Regions from separate parts of the Mus musculus genome. Here all the other regions are linked to region 2. Evidence: chromatin contacts called from public promoter capture Hi-C data. All regions are on one chromosome and are shown on one strand. Each heading gives the region's core, a stretch centred on a gene start, on an enhancer-like site or on the middle of the called end of the contact. The rest is flanking DNA. Distances are from core to core; before and after follow the strand shown.

Evidence for each region. Promoter capture Hi-C pulls out the DNA fragments that hold promoters and counts their contacts.
Region 1: a contact with region 2 is called in a promoter capture Hi-C map of embryonic stem cells, with 4 times the contacts expected there. The contact joins the promoter of D630045J12Rik here to the promoter of Dgki in region 2. A contact is called at or near these places in 6 of 39 promoter capture datasets (the 3T3-L1 cell line, embryonic stem cells, hippocampal neurons and 2 more) and 1 of 9 other capture datasets (embryonic stem cells).
Region 3: a promoter capture Hi-C map of hippocampal neurons shows a contact between it and region 2, with 2.9 times the contacts expected there. The contact joins the promoter of Trim24 here to the promoter of Dgki in region 2. A contact is called at or near these places in 2 of 39 promoter capture datasets (cranial neural crest and hippocampal neurons).

Annotation. Positions count from the first base shown.
Region 1 is chr6:38,251,793-38,255,984 of GRCm38.p6, forward strand. D630045J12Rik (RIKEN cDNA D630045J12 gene) reads right to left here and starts at 2,347. Exons shown (of 20, transcript NM_194061.3): 1 at 2,076-2,347. The coding sequence starts at 2,217.
Region 2 is chr6:37,298,038-37,301,803 of GRCm38.p6, forward strand. It overlaps Dgki (diacylglycerol kinase, iota), which reads right to left and starts at 1,939. Exons shown (of 34, transcript NM_001081206.2): 1 at 1,526-1,939. The coding sequence starts at 1,911.
Region 3 is chr6:37,868,537-37,872,419 of GRCm38.p6, forward strand. It overlaps Trim24 (tripartite motif-containing 24), which reads left to right and starts at 2,275. Exons shown (of 19, transcript NM_145076.4): 1 at 2,275-2,938. The coding sequence starts at 2,575.

The DNA.
Region 1 (4,192 bases), core at 1,097-3,596, 950 kb after region 2:
TCCACACTTGATTTATTTTTGAGGCCAGGCCCCTGAAGTTGGATGCTACTCACACACTGCTTCTAGCTCTGTGTTTCCTGCCCAGAGGCAGCTACGCAAACCAGAGAAGCAACTTAGTGAAAGGATGCCGCCTTCATCTCTGTGAAGTCAGGTCTCGGATAGACATCTAACTTCACATCTCCTAATTGGATTTTGGATTAGGAGTAGCAGAGAACCCGAAAAGGGGTTTCTAAACAACGGGGAGGCAGTGTAGACACACCCACTGTGTGTCTTGAAGTTTAGCAAAACAACTGTATCTCCTAGAGCCTCTCCAGAATATTCAGATGACCATGTGCAAGTGGAAAAACGCTGGGGCCGGGAAGCTAAGCGTATCACAGAATCTGAAGCCAGACTCTCCTAAACACCTGTTAAGGTCCTCCTCAGTTAAGCTGGGATCATAAAGCCTATAATGTGACCAGGTCACACAGCACCTGGCACACATCAGTGTTAACAATTAGTGAGCTAGGTCCCATGACGGTCAAATCCAGCAGAATCCAGCTTTCTCTGTCGACTCTAAAGTCAAGAGCTCTCGGAATGACTAACTCCTCTCCGAGGAACACTGGACTGGACTTCTCGGAACGAGACTGGGACAGGAGATGCTAGCTAAGGTAGGCAAAGTTTCTGCAGCCACTGCACACACAGCCTAAAAAGAGGCCCACTCTGTCAACCCTACCTCTGCTGTGGCTCCCTGAGGCAGCGTTCCACCCAGCTAGCGGAAATCTCTGGAGGCTTCGGCTGTGACCCCGGCCTGTGGGTCACGGAAAGAAAAAGGGGAATGGAGAGCTATAGCAATTCCTCTCATCATCCAGGCGGTGACCTTGAGCAAGATGCTTCTGCCTCGATTTCCTCCTGATCGAGTGAATGGGTCCCAACCTGTGCTCCCTTAAGTCCGTTCCTCGCTTGTATTCCACCATCCCCTTTGTGGCACTAGTTATAATGCCCACAGTCGGGCCTAAGGGACACCTTCAAATGCGTTCTACTTCCTTCAAACCACTTGGCAGTCCTCTGGCCCTGCTCCCACAAGCAGGCAGGGTTCTGGGCTGCTTTCATGGCTTTTCTGTCTCTCCTGAGCAGTGAGAAGAAGCTCTCCACCTAAACTGCTCCTTTCTCCTTTCCTTTCCTACCCACAAAGCAACCAAGCACGTGTGGGCTGGGGCAATCACAGGATGCACTGTGTCACCTCAGAGATGGTCTCCAGTCCAGTGCAGTGCGTGCTCAGGATGGATAAATAAACATTTCGGGGAAGCAACATGAATTAAACCATTTCCTCAACAAACAAAACCCACCCACACGCCTCATAAATCATGTCTCTTAATCCCATGCTGATGAACAGTCACTAAATTGCATCTATTATAAAAACCAACCATGACTCCTTTCATGCCCTGACACTTCAGACTCAAAATATTTTCACACTCCATTGTAATGCCTTTGTGGAGGTAATACCAATAGCTAGTTCCCTGGAAAGATCCATGGCCAGGGCGCTTTCCAAGAGATTTTTTTCTTTGAATGTTCTTTGTGTCCTGGCGCACTGGGGGACACAGCCAGCTTGCTTGCATCTGGGGTAACACTGGGTGTTCACGGCAATGCACAACTGCTCTTCTGCACACACCAGATGCATCCCTTTGCCCCAACAATAAAAGTATCCCAAAACATTCGCTACGCCACATTCACACAACCGTGCACAAACACAATTCCAGTGCCTGCATTTTGCAAAGGGGAAAAAGAAAATAGGCATCTTCGGAGCAGAAACCACCAAACCCGCCTCGGGCAACATGGTTCACGGAAGACTAGGTTGCAGACCTTTTAGCAAGACCGGTCAGAAACCGCTCGCTCTTTTTTCCTTTGGATTTATTCCTCTCCTCCATGCCTTTATTTGCAGGGCCCAGGAAGAATAGGAAAGCATCTCCAGCAAGGAGGGCGAGGGAGCGGTGAAGAATAAAAGAGGATGGGCGGGTGGGGAAGCCAGGGGGTGACGAGCGCGGCAGAGAAGGCGGCCAGGGTGGCGGCCGCGTCCCGGGGGGCTCCGCGAGGCTTACCTGGGGCGCACGAGGCCGGCCCGGCGAGCAGCAGCAGCCAGAGGCCGGGGAGCAGCAGCCCCGGGCGGCGGTGGCGGGAGGAAGGCCCGCGGCCGCACCGCTCCGGCACCAGTGCAACCCTGGCGCGGGGCTCCCGCTCCATGGCCACGCGTCGGCTCCCCGACACCCCGGCCTCCGGGCGTGGGCGCGCTCAGGCCCGGGACGCCGGCGTCCGCTGCGGCGGAGACTGGGCGCCTAGCACCGGCGCGCAGCGAGGCCGGCGAGGCGGGGGCGGGCCGGGCCGGATCCGCGGACTGGGGCCGCTGCACGCCGGCCGCGCCGCTCCGCCCCCTCCCGAGCCTCGCAGCCGCTGCCGGGCAACGCACGGCCCCGCGCGGGGAGGCGAGCACCACCTCCCGGCCGGCCCGGCGCCTGCCTGCGGGCGGCCCGGCGGAGGGCGAGGCGGGACCCGGTCCCCGCCCTCCCACAGGACCCGCCTCTCAGGAGGGCGCCCGGGACGGCGCCGCCCCGCACCCGCACCCCCGGGGCCCTAGAGGAACGGTCGCAAACCGGGTGATTCCGGAGCACGCTCCTCCCGAGCCGCCCACGCGGGGCGGGCAGCAGGTGTGTGTGCGGGGCGGCCGTGGTCCCTGGCAGACCCCGGGCTGCTGAGCGGACAAAGCCGAGAGAAGTCGGCTCTCTTTCCCAGAGCCCGCGCGCTGGAAAAGAATGGGGAGGAGGCACACAGGGCTCAGCCCATCCTTTGCCTTTCCAGAGCTGTGCCACCTTGTTGGCAAAGGTGGGCCTTTGGTAAGACCTAGGCCTACTGCCCTGAGCTTAGTGAGTCTTCAGAAAGGGGCTACTGAAGCTGAATCAAAGTGGACAGACACAAACACACAGATCCAGGCCTTATTTTTTAAAAAAGAAAGTAGCACCAATATATGATGAAAAAGACCTTGTTGGGGGTTAGTTTCCTGGGGAAATGGGGGTGTGGATGGGAGTTAGCATGTGTCTCTGTGCTAAGAGCCAAGTGCATTAACTCTGAAGGCCGAATAAGGTTGGAAGGTCCTAGAACACACTACAATTTTGGACAGTTGTATTTCAGAGGTTGCACCAGCCGTGGTCTGCAAGCCGTGCATAAGAGAAGTATCTTGTTGAGTGAGAAACTATGACAGACAGTGGGAAATGTCAGCCATCCAGACTGGCCAAGGATCAAGGTTGCTCTTCAGTGAGGTAGGCAAAAGACCCAGAAAGATGCTACCCAGTTTTGCTGGGCAAACTCATCTATCTAGGCAAAGAATCAGAAGTTCCTGTTCTGAAAAAAAAAAAAAAATAGGCACCTGTTAAATTTCAGGGAAGATGAGAATCTAGGTTATAAGCTTTTGTTGATGACCCTAATTTTTGCGTTCCATTGTGTCACTTGTCATAAGCAACCCCCATACATTGCTCTCCTGCTCCCCCAGACATATACATTCTTGGAGTTGTCTCCAGCATACCCAAGTAGAGAGTTTGCTTGTCTGAGCATGTTTGCACCCTGACCACAATAGCCCTAGGTATGGCTCCCCTCTCCTCGCTTTTCTCTGAATTACTCACCTGGCCACGGGGCACAGCCTGGAGCAGCTCTTGACATTTAGTCCTATTGTGTTGTTATTTTTTATGAACTTGTTAGTCCACACATACACACACACTAAGTTAAAATGACGTTCTAACATGTTATCGCCCCACACAGGATCCCCCACGGCTCCAGGAAGATTTCATTATATATTTATTGATGGGAATCTATGTGTCCTTTACAATTGGCCTCAGCCTCCAGGAAGTTCCCAACTGCACTAGACAGTGGGAGGAAGAAATCTCCCACACCATTCTGAGTCAACTCAGACACTGCTAGAAATTAACAAAAATGCAACCTTGGGCTAACAGGAAGGACCCCAGGGCATCAACTTTCTAAGGAAAAGGGGATCCCCAGAGTCCCTTGGTCTCTCTGCTCTCAAAACGTAAAACCAACCTCTGTAGGGAATTAGAGCATTCTCCCTCAGTGTCTAGCAAAATGACTCCCAGGGCTCAGCTGGCAGATAGTGTGACTCTGCAGATCCAGCAGGAATGAATGCCAAAGGGAAGCAGAAGTGTGTGTGTGTGTG
Region 2 (3,766 bases), core at 689-3,188:
CTAAGAGCCAGACAGACCATCCTAAGTACAATTGAACTGCCTGTGTCCTAGCCTACCTCCCTAGACCTACCCCACTCCTCCCCACCTGCCTATTTTTAGAAACCGAAAATATAAAAAGATCCATTTGGAACTGATCTGTGTGAGTAACTAAGAGGACAACTCAGGTGGGAAACCCCCTCTGCGCACAGAGAGCAAAATGCAAGCAAGGGATGGATGCAGCAGCAACCACCTGGCTACGGATGGAGACCATTTAGGAATCAGCAGAAACCGGCATTTAGACACAGAGCACATGCCCTGATGACAGGGCCTCCAGTCCAGGCAATGCCTGTGGGGATTCCAGTGATTCACACACCTGCCCCCATAAACAGAGCACACCCTCGCAACCCACACACCTCTGTCATCTGCTTTTGCTTACATAACAGCACATGGTGTGACAGGCTTAATACTTTAGATGGTTTTTCTAGAAGAGAATGCTAACCCAAAAGGAGGAGGGCTCCAAAGATGCTTTCCTTGACCCGCCCCCCCCCCCTTTCCAAGTATCACTCTGAGACCCAGCAAGACTCTGCTTATGGCCTCAACTTTTAAAAATCACCAGTGAGGGTGGTCTCGGCGCCGTCTCTCGTGCCTGGGAATGGGAGAGCAGTGTAAGGAACCTATGAAATCTTCCCTTTGGTTTGGATCCTCACACAATTGGGGCTTCATAAAGCGTAATTGGGTGGACGTTCACCGTACACTGTCCTAGTGTCAAAGACACATCCAGCCTCAGGTGCCAGTGTGATCTCTTCTCACCAGCACTGGGACGGGGGGTGGGGGTGGGGTGGGGGCAGGGGGTTGGGGGGAGGTAAGCCTGGGAGTAGGCTGTCCACACTGAGAGAGGGAGAGAACACACAGGCATGTAACACCAACACCCACTGACATACTTACATACCTACAAGAAGAGACCCATAGCTCACTAGTCTTTAACAGACAAGAACGTCCCATAAGGATTTCTGTTCTGTATGGCTTATTCTTTGCTGCCTGTCAGAACAGATCTCAGCGATCCGGTTAGTGCCCAAGGCTCACCCAGTGAACTCGGCAAGGATGGGGGAGTGTGGAGATGACACTAGCCTAGGGACAACTTTGGCAACTCTTCTAACTGGGCATGTCTGGGTTTGCACCCCATACACTCACAGATGTGGTTTTGATCTTGTTCTGACCTTAGTGTTCTCTTCTGTTACAAGTGCACCCCTCCCTGGGTGTTACAGGGAGAAGAAGCTGGGGCACCCCACTTCTTCTCTTCAACCCAGAATTAGAGGATGAGAACAACATATCCCCAGGAGAGAGAGACAGATAGACAGACATACATAGAAGCAAAACCACGGAGGTACGAAGGTTGAAGAGAGAGAGAGAGAGAGAGAGAGAGAGAGAGAGAGAGAGAGAGAGAGAGAGAGAGACTGAACCCCAACTCTACAGAAGTGCCTCTCTGGAGCTAGAGCAAGTGTCCCCCGCCCTGGGCGGCACCTGTCTCGCTAGCTCCCGCGCCTACCTGTAAGAGACCTGCTTCCGGAAAGTTAAGTCCCTCAGCTTCTCCTCCAGCGCCTCTTCCTTCTCTTTCTGTCCGGCGGCCGCGGGCTCCTCCAAGGCAGCAGCAGCCGCTGCCCCTGCACCCCGCGGGTCCGCGCCGCCCTCGGCGCCCAGGCAGCAGCTCCCGGCGCCGCTTCCGCTGCTGCTGCTGCCACCCGTCGCCCCTCTCTCCTCTCCCGCCGAGGAGCTGGGGTTCATGGCGACCGCTCCGGCGGCCGCGAAAGAAGCCGAGGTGGTGCCGCTGCAGAGGCCGGTCGGGCTGAGGGCGCTGGAGGCGGCGGGAGCGCGGGCAGGTCCGCGCGCCGCTGGCAGGGGCAGCAAATGGCAGCCCCTTCCCGCAGCATCCATCCGCGGCTGCACCGCACCGGGGCATTGTGGGAAACTCCGTGCCTCCACTCCCCCTCCCCAACCAATCAGAGGCCACCTCTCTCCGCCTCCCCTCGGCCTCGCCCGACCAGCCGGCTCCCTCCAATTCTCCCACCCCTTCTCCTTTTTCTAAATCCAGAGCAAAAGCCGGGACTGAACTTGAACTCTGCCTGCAGGCAATGGATCGCAGTGGAGGAGAGAGGGAAAGGGTGGGAGCCGCGGGGCTTAGGACGCTGGGGACAAACACTGGTCATCAAGAAAGGAGAGTGCCCAGGGAAACTTGGAGGCAAGCCGGGTTGCCGCGCCCTGGTTAGCGCACAAGGGAAGCGGACCCGGACCCAGGAGCTACTCAGCACTGATGAGCTGCTGGGCACATCTCAGTCCAGTCCACTGATGACAGATGCCCGAGGCAGCATTTTGTCCGTCACCTTCTTGCAGCATCAGAGCTGGCGCCAAGCAGTAACCTCCAGACGTGGGGGACCTTTGGAGGCCGGGGTGGTGGGGTGTATCTGGAGGAACCTTGGGAGGAATTTTTTAACCATGTGAATTATGGAAGGGGCTAGATTTAAGCTCCCGCTTCTTCTTCTCAAGGAGAGGGTCGGTCGGGACATCTTCACCCATGAACGCCCGCGCCTAGATCCTTGCTTGGTGCCTTCTAAAAGCTTAAAGATGCTCCCTAAACAGCTGTTAATTAGATTGAATCGGATCACAGGATCCTCGGTGAAGCAGAAGGCTGAGAGCAGAAGTGGGGACCCGAGCGCCTCGTGCTGTGGGTTCCTATGCTAAGGGTTCACAAGAAGAGGACAGGAGGAGCTAGCCCAGGAAGGGGCTTCTACCGGTTCAGACACCAAGGCTGAAACCTAATGCGCTGGAGGAATGTAATGTCTGCTCTCTCAGTTTTTTGTTTCTAAGACTATTGAAATCTGTGCGGTTTGAACGATGGGCAACGAAGTGTTTAAGACAGATCATTTTCTAAATTAGATGTTTTTCACCCAGGAAATCTCTGCTGTCAGGAAACGCGAGAAAGATCTATGCTCAACAGTAAGTGCAAGTAACCAAACTACCTATGTAGATGTATGTGCTAGTAAAGATGGCCTTCTTTTGCCCTAAAATTAGGAGGTTGAGCAAAGGAATCTCAAGCCTCGCCCAGCTCTCACGGTGTGCAGTTCCCCTCACATGTACATTATATAAGACAGGGCAGGGACTTTTTCAGGGAGAAAGGGAAAAAGACTACCTGTTGGGGATCAGCACTACACACACACACACACACACACACACACACACACACACATACACACATACACACACATACATGCATACACACACATACATGCATACACACACACATACACACACACACACACACACACACACACACACACACACACACACACACACACACACATCTGGATTTCCCTAACATCTTTCAAGTGACTTTCTTCACACCCAGGCTAGTTAGTGGAGGAGGTTAATCATTCTGGGGCAGTGTACACCCTCTTCAGAGGGGAGCCTCAGCTGCTTTTACAGCAAAATCCACAAACATCTAGATTAAATACCAACAGCCCTGAATTCCTGGATCACCTTCCTCAGTAGCCATACCTTCCCAAACCATTCTGTCATGTCACCGTTCCACTTTTTAAATATTGCTAATGGAGTAGCGCTCTTAGGCTCAAGTTCGCTTTGTCCTTGTGGTCGGTAGTTGATCTCTCGAGGTCGTCCGAGTGCATGGATGAGGACATGCCCACTTCCCCCTCGCATTCAGGGCTGACTTATGTGCATATCTCATCTACCCTCTACTCTGCCTATCCTCATTCTTGTCCACTGGAGCGTGCTGGTC
Region 3 (3,883 bases), core at 1,025-3,524, 570 kb after region 2:
TGGGAAGAGGGAAAGGTTAGGAGAAAGAACCCACAAAGTAGCAAAGACTAGCTATAGGCTGGGAGGGTGGTCTGTACAAAATTATCAGCCATTGAAGATCACTAAGTAGCAGAAACTGATACTGGAAACCTATTAGCCTTACCTTTGTTTCATAAAGTTGTTATGAATACCTTGTTAAATTCTGCTACTGTAACAACCCCACTTACTTTCCTCCATTTGGAAACCTACCTCTGACCTATAAAAACCTTGTCTTTCTCATGTTCAAGGCTGATGATCTCTTGAACCCCACCTTAGGGGGAGGCAGACTATGTACATAGGTTTTTAACTTTTTGCTTTAATTGCTTGCTTGGTTGCTTTAATAAATGTGGCCACGATGGATTATTCAGGTTCCTGGTCTTTCTCCTCAAGTCTTTGGGAATTACAGAGCACATGGACTTTATTCATGTGTATTCAAAAGCTTGTCTCCTCTCACAGTATTCTTCAACCTCTATGAGGTTTTACCCAGCTTTTTGTTGTTTAGAGAGTGTTTCTCTGTGTAGCTCTGGCTGTCCTGGCTCTGTAGAGCAGGCTGGCCTGGAATTCAGAGATCTGCCTGCCTCTGCCTCTCAAAGGCTGGAATTAAAGGTATGTGCCACTGAGCTTGGCTTTTTACGCAGCTTTTGGCTGAAAATGTAATTTTTATTATTCTTATTAAAGGTCCATTAAAGGAAAAATGTTGCCTACTAATCATAACCCAATGAAATCTACCTTTGAGGTAGAGTCACGCCATTGTCTCCTTCTGTAAACCTTAATCCAGCTGAGTCTGCCCATCACCTGGATAAGGGACCATCCCTTAGAAAGGCAGGTTCACCTTCAGCCACGCTAAAGACACAGAGGAATAATCTCTTTAATAAACAGTGTTCTTCCCCCAAATTCCTGGCCCATAGTGCAGTAGTTCCAGATTCCCCACGAGATTCTCCAGGATTTCTGTCTATTCTGTCTCAGAAACTCCCAACCTTCTCTTTGTCTTCTCTTTTCTTTTGGGTGTTAGCCTAATACACAGTCTCTGATAGTTTCGGCTTCCTTACTCTTTCTCTAAAGCTCCCCTCCATGTGGCTGCTGTAACCATGTGGCTGTTTAACACAAATGGCATGGCATCTCTTCCACTTCTCCATCTTCCTCTGGGCAGCTGCTGAGATTTACAGCTTGCCTGCATTGGTTTTTTTCTTTCTTTTCTTTTAAACTCTAATAAAATTTCCTCCAGCTTCTTTTGAGGCTCTTCTTAAATTCTTTTATTAATGAGACTAAGAACCTCAAGAGGGGACTCTGATTTCCCTAGTAACAGGTGGCACTTCCCATGGGACTCCCCAGAATTTCCGGTAACAAGCACGGGAGAAGGAAGACATGAAATATAATACTGAAACTCTAAAACCAGAATTGAGGTCCCCCCCCCCCCTTTTGAGACAGGCTTTTACACTGACTAAAACCTAGAATAACTTTGAATTTGTAGTGATTTTCCTGCCTTTGCCTCTGGAGTATTAGTATAGGTGTGTGCTACCACGTCTGCCTTTTTTTTTTTTTTAAGAGTTTAATATTCAGGTACTATGGACACTTGCAGATCATTTATTTAGTCCTCAAAAAAATTAACTGCTTTTATTCATTTAAGAAGCAAAATTAATTTCACCCTTTTCCATTGAGGTCTTTTAAAGTTCCGACAAATTTGTAATTTCTCCCCCTTTACATCATTCTCATTAATTCATCACAGAGATAAATTCAGGCCACAAAAAGAGTAAAGCTGCCTGCACACTCCCCCTTTCACACAATGTGGGCTCATACAACCCGGTTTTGGGTCTCTTCTCGTTTGCACGTAACTTACTTCTTCATCCTCCCGTGGCCCTCCCACGATCTTACTCCTTTACCCATTTAAGTCTCCAGTAGTAAAAGCAGTTTTCCAAGCAGTTTCTTAATTAATCAGGCTGGGTAGACTGGGCAGAGCCCCCGCCCCTTGGGCGGGGCCATAGCGGCGGGCGGAACCCGATGCCTGCTCTGGCTCCTTAACAAATGATTCCTTTACAATCTACAGAAGAGAGACACACACACAGCGAGCCAATCAGCGGCCGCGGTCCTCGCGTCCGGCGGGGCTAGCCCCGCCCACTCCCAACCTCCCGCGGGGGCCGTCCGAGCCTCGCGGGCTTCTGCAGACCCCGCCCCCTGGGCAGGCGCGGCGGTCATTGGATGGCGCTCGGCTCGCAGTCGCCGCGGTTGCTGGGAGAGGGAGGTGGGGGCGGGGCCCGCGGTGGTCCAAGGGGCCCGAGAGAAAGGCTGCTAGGCACGGGCGGGCGCGCTGGGCGGAATCGAGCGTCTCGGTGGCGGTTTGCCTATCGGCCCGCGCGGCGGCGTCGCGGTGCGGGAACCGGTCCCCGTTGACAGCTCCGCGTCTTCCGGCCGCGCCACTCGGGAGGTGGCTTCCTCCCTGTGCTCCCTCCGCGAGTCCGTTCGGCCTCGGAGAAGCGGGAGGCGGCGGCGGCTGCGGAGGTCGTCGGGGGCGGCGGGCGGTGAGCGCGCTCCCGCTTCCCCGGCGGCGGCCGCAGGACAATGGAGGTGGCTGTGGAGAAGGCGGCGGCGGCAGCGGCTCCGGCCGGAGGCCCCGCAGCGGCGGCGCCGAGCGGGGAGAATGAGGCCGAGAGCCGGCAGGGCCCGGACTCGGAGAGCGGCGGCGAGGCGTCCCGGCTCAACCTGTTGGACACTTGCGCCGTGTGCCACCAGAACATCCAGAGCCGGGTGCCCAAGCTGCTGCCCTGCCTGCACTCGTTCTGCCAGCGCTGTTTGCCCGCGCCGCAGCGCTATCTCATGCTGACGGCGCCCGCGCTGGGCTCGGCAGAGACCCCTCCACCCGCTCCCGCCCCCGCCCCCGCCCCGGGCTCCCCGGCCGGTGGTCCTTCGCCATTCGCCACCCAAGGTGAGAGGGGCCCGCGAGGTGGCGGGCGCGACCCGCTGTCACGCGGCTGGGGAGGGGGTGAAATGGGCCCGCGCCGGCTGAGCGACTCGGCGGTCCCTCACTTTTGCAGAGCTCTGACGGTTGTGGCGAGTTAGCTGCTCTCTGCTCCTCCGCAAAGCTTTGTCCGGGTGCATATGATCTGGATCAGCTCGTGTACACCCGGGTTATGCGAGCCGGAGGGGGGAGGAAGGGATGGAGATGAAGTGATGGGGATTTTCTTTGATGATTGATTGCAGATTGGCTGCCGTCTGTTTCGAATCTTGTGCGTTCCGGGCTTTTTACCTTAATGAGTTCCCTCTCTGTCCCCTCCGTAGGGGACAAAGGAACCGGGATAAGTTGTTTTGTTGTCTGCTGCTTTCGGAGATTTTATTTCGAGCGATTCGATAAACGATAGAAAGTAAATAGACTTCCAAAGTGTTTTGTATGCCGTAGTTGGAAGTTACTTTCTCTTTTGTGGTGTTATTGGGTAATTAGTTTTTGACAGGTAGTTTCCTTTGCTTATGTTACCAGGTTTAAATCGTTGAAAGTGATTTGAAGTGCAGTAATTATTTCTGGGAGAACACTTGAAGTTTTTAACTTTTAATATTGCAAATATTTGGGCAAATTGACGTCTTTAAAATGCGAAGTAACTGAGGAAGGGAAATCTTTTTTCTCTTGCTTCTTGGGTTTTGTGTGTGTGTGTGTGTGTGTGTGTATGTTTTGTTTGGCTTATGTAGCAGCCCAGAATTGTCCACAGCTAGCAATCTTCCTGCCTCAGCTTCTTCAGAGTAAAGATAACAGGCATGAGCCATTGCACCTGCTAGCCAGACACTTTTAACATCTCTTTTAAAGGGAATAACTGTTTTAAGTTAATTTGTTAAGTAATTATATTTATTAGGTCAGGATGCAATTGCTGGCTTGGATTGT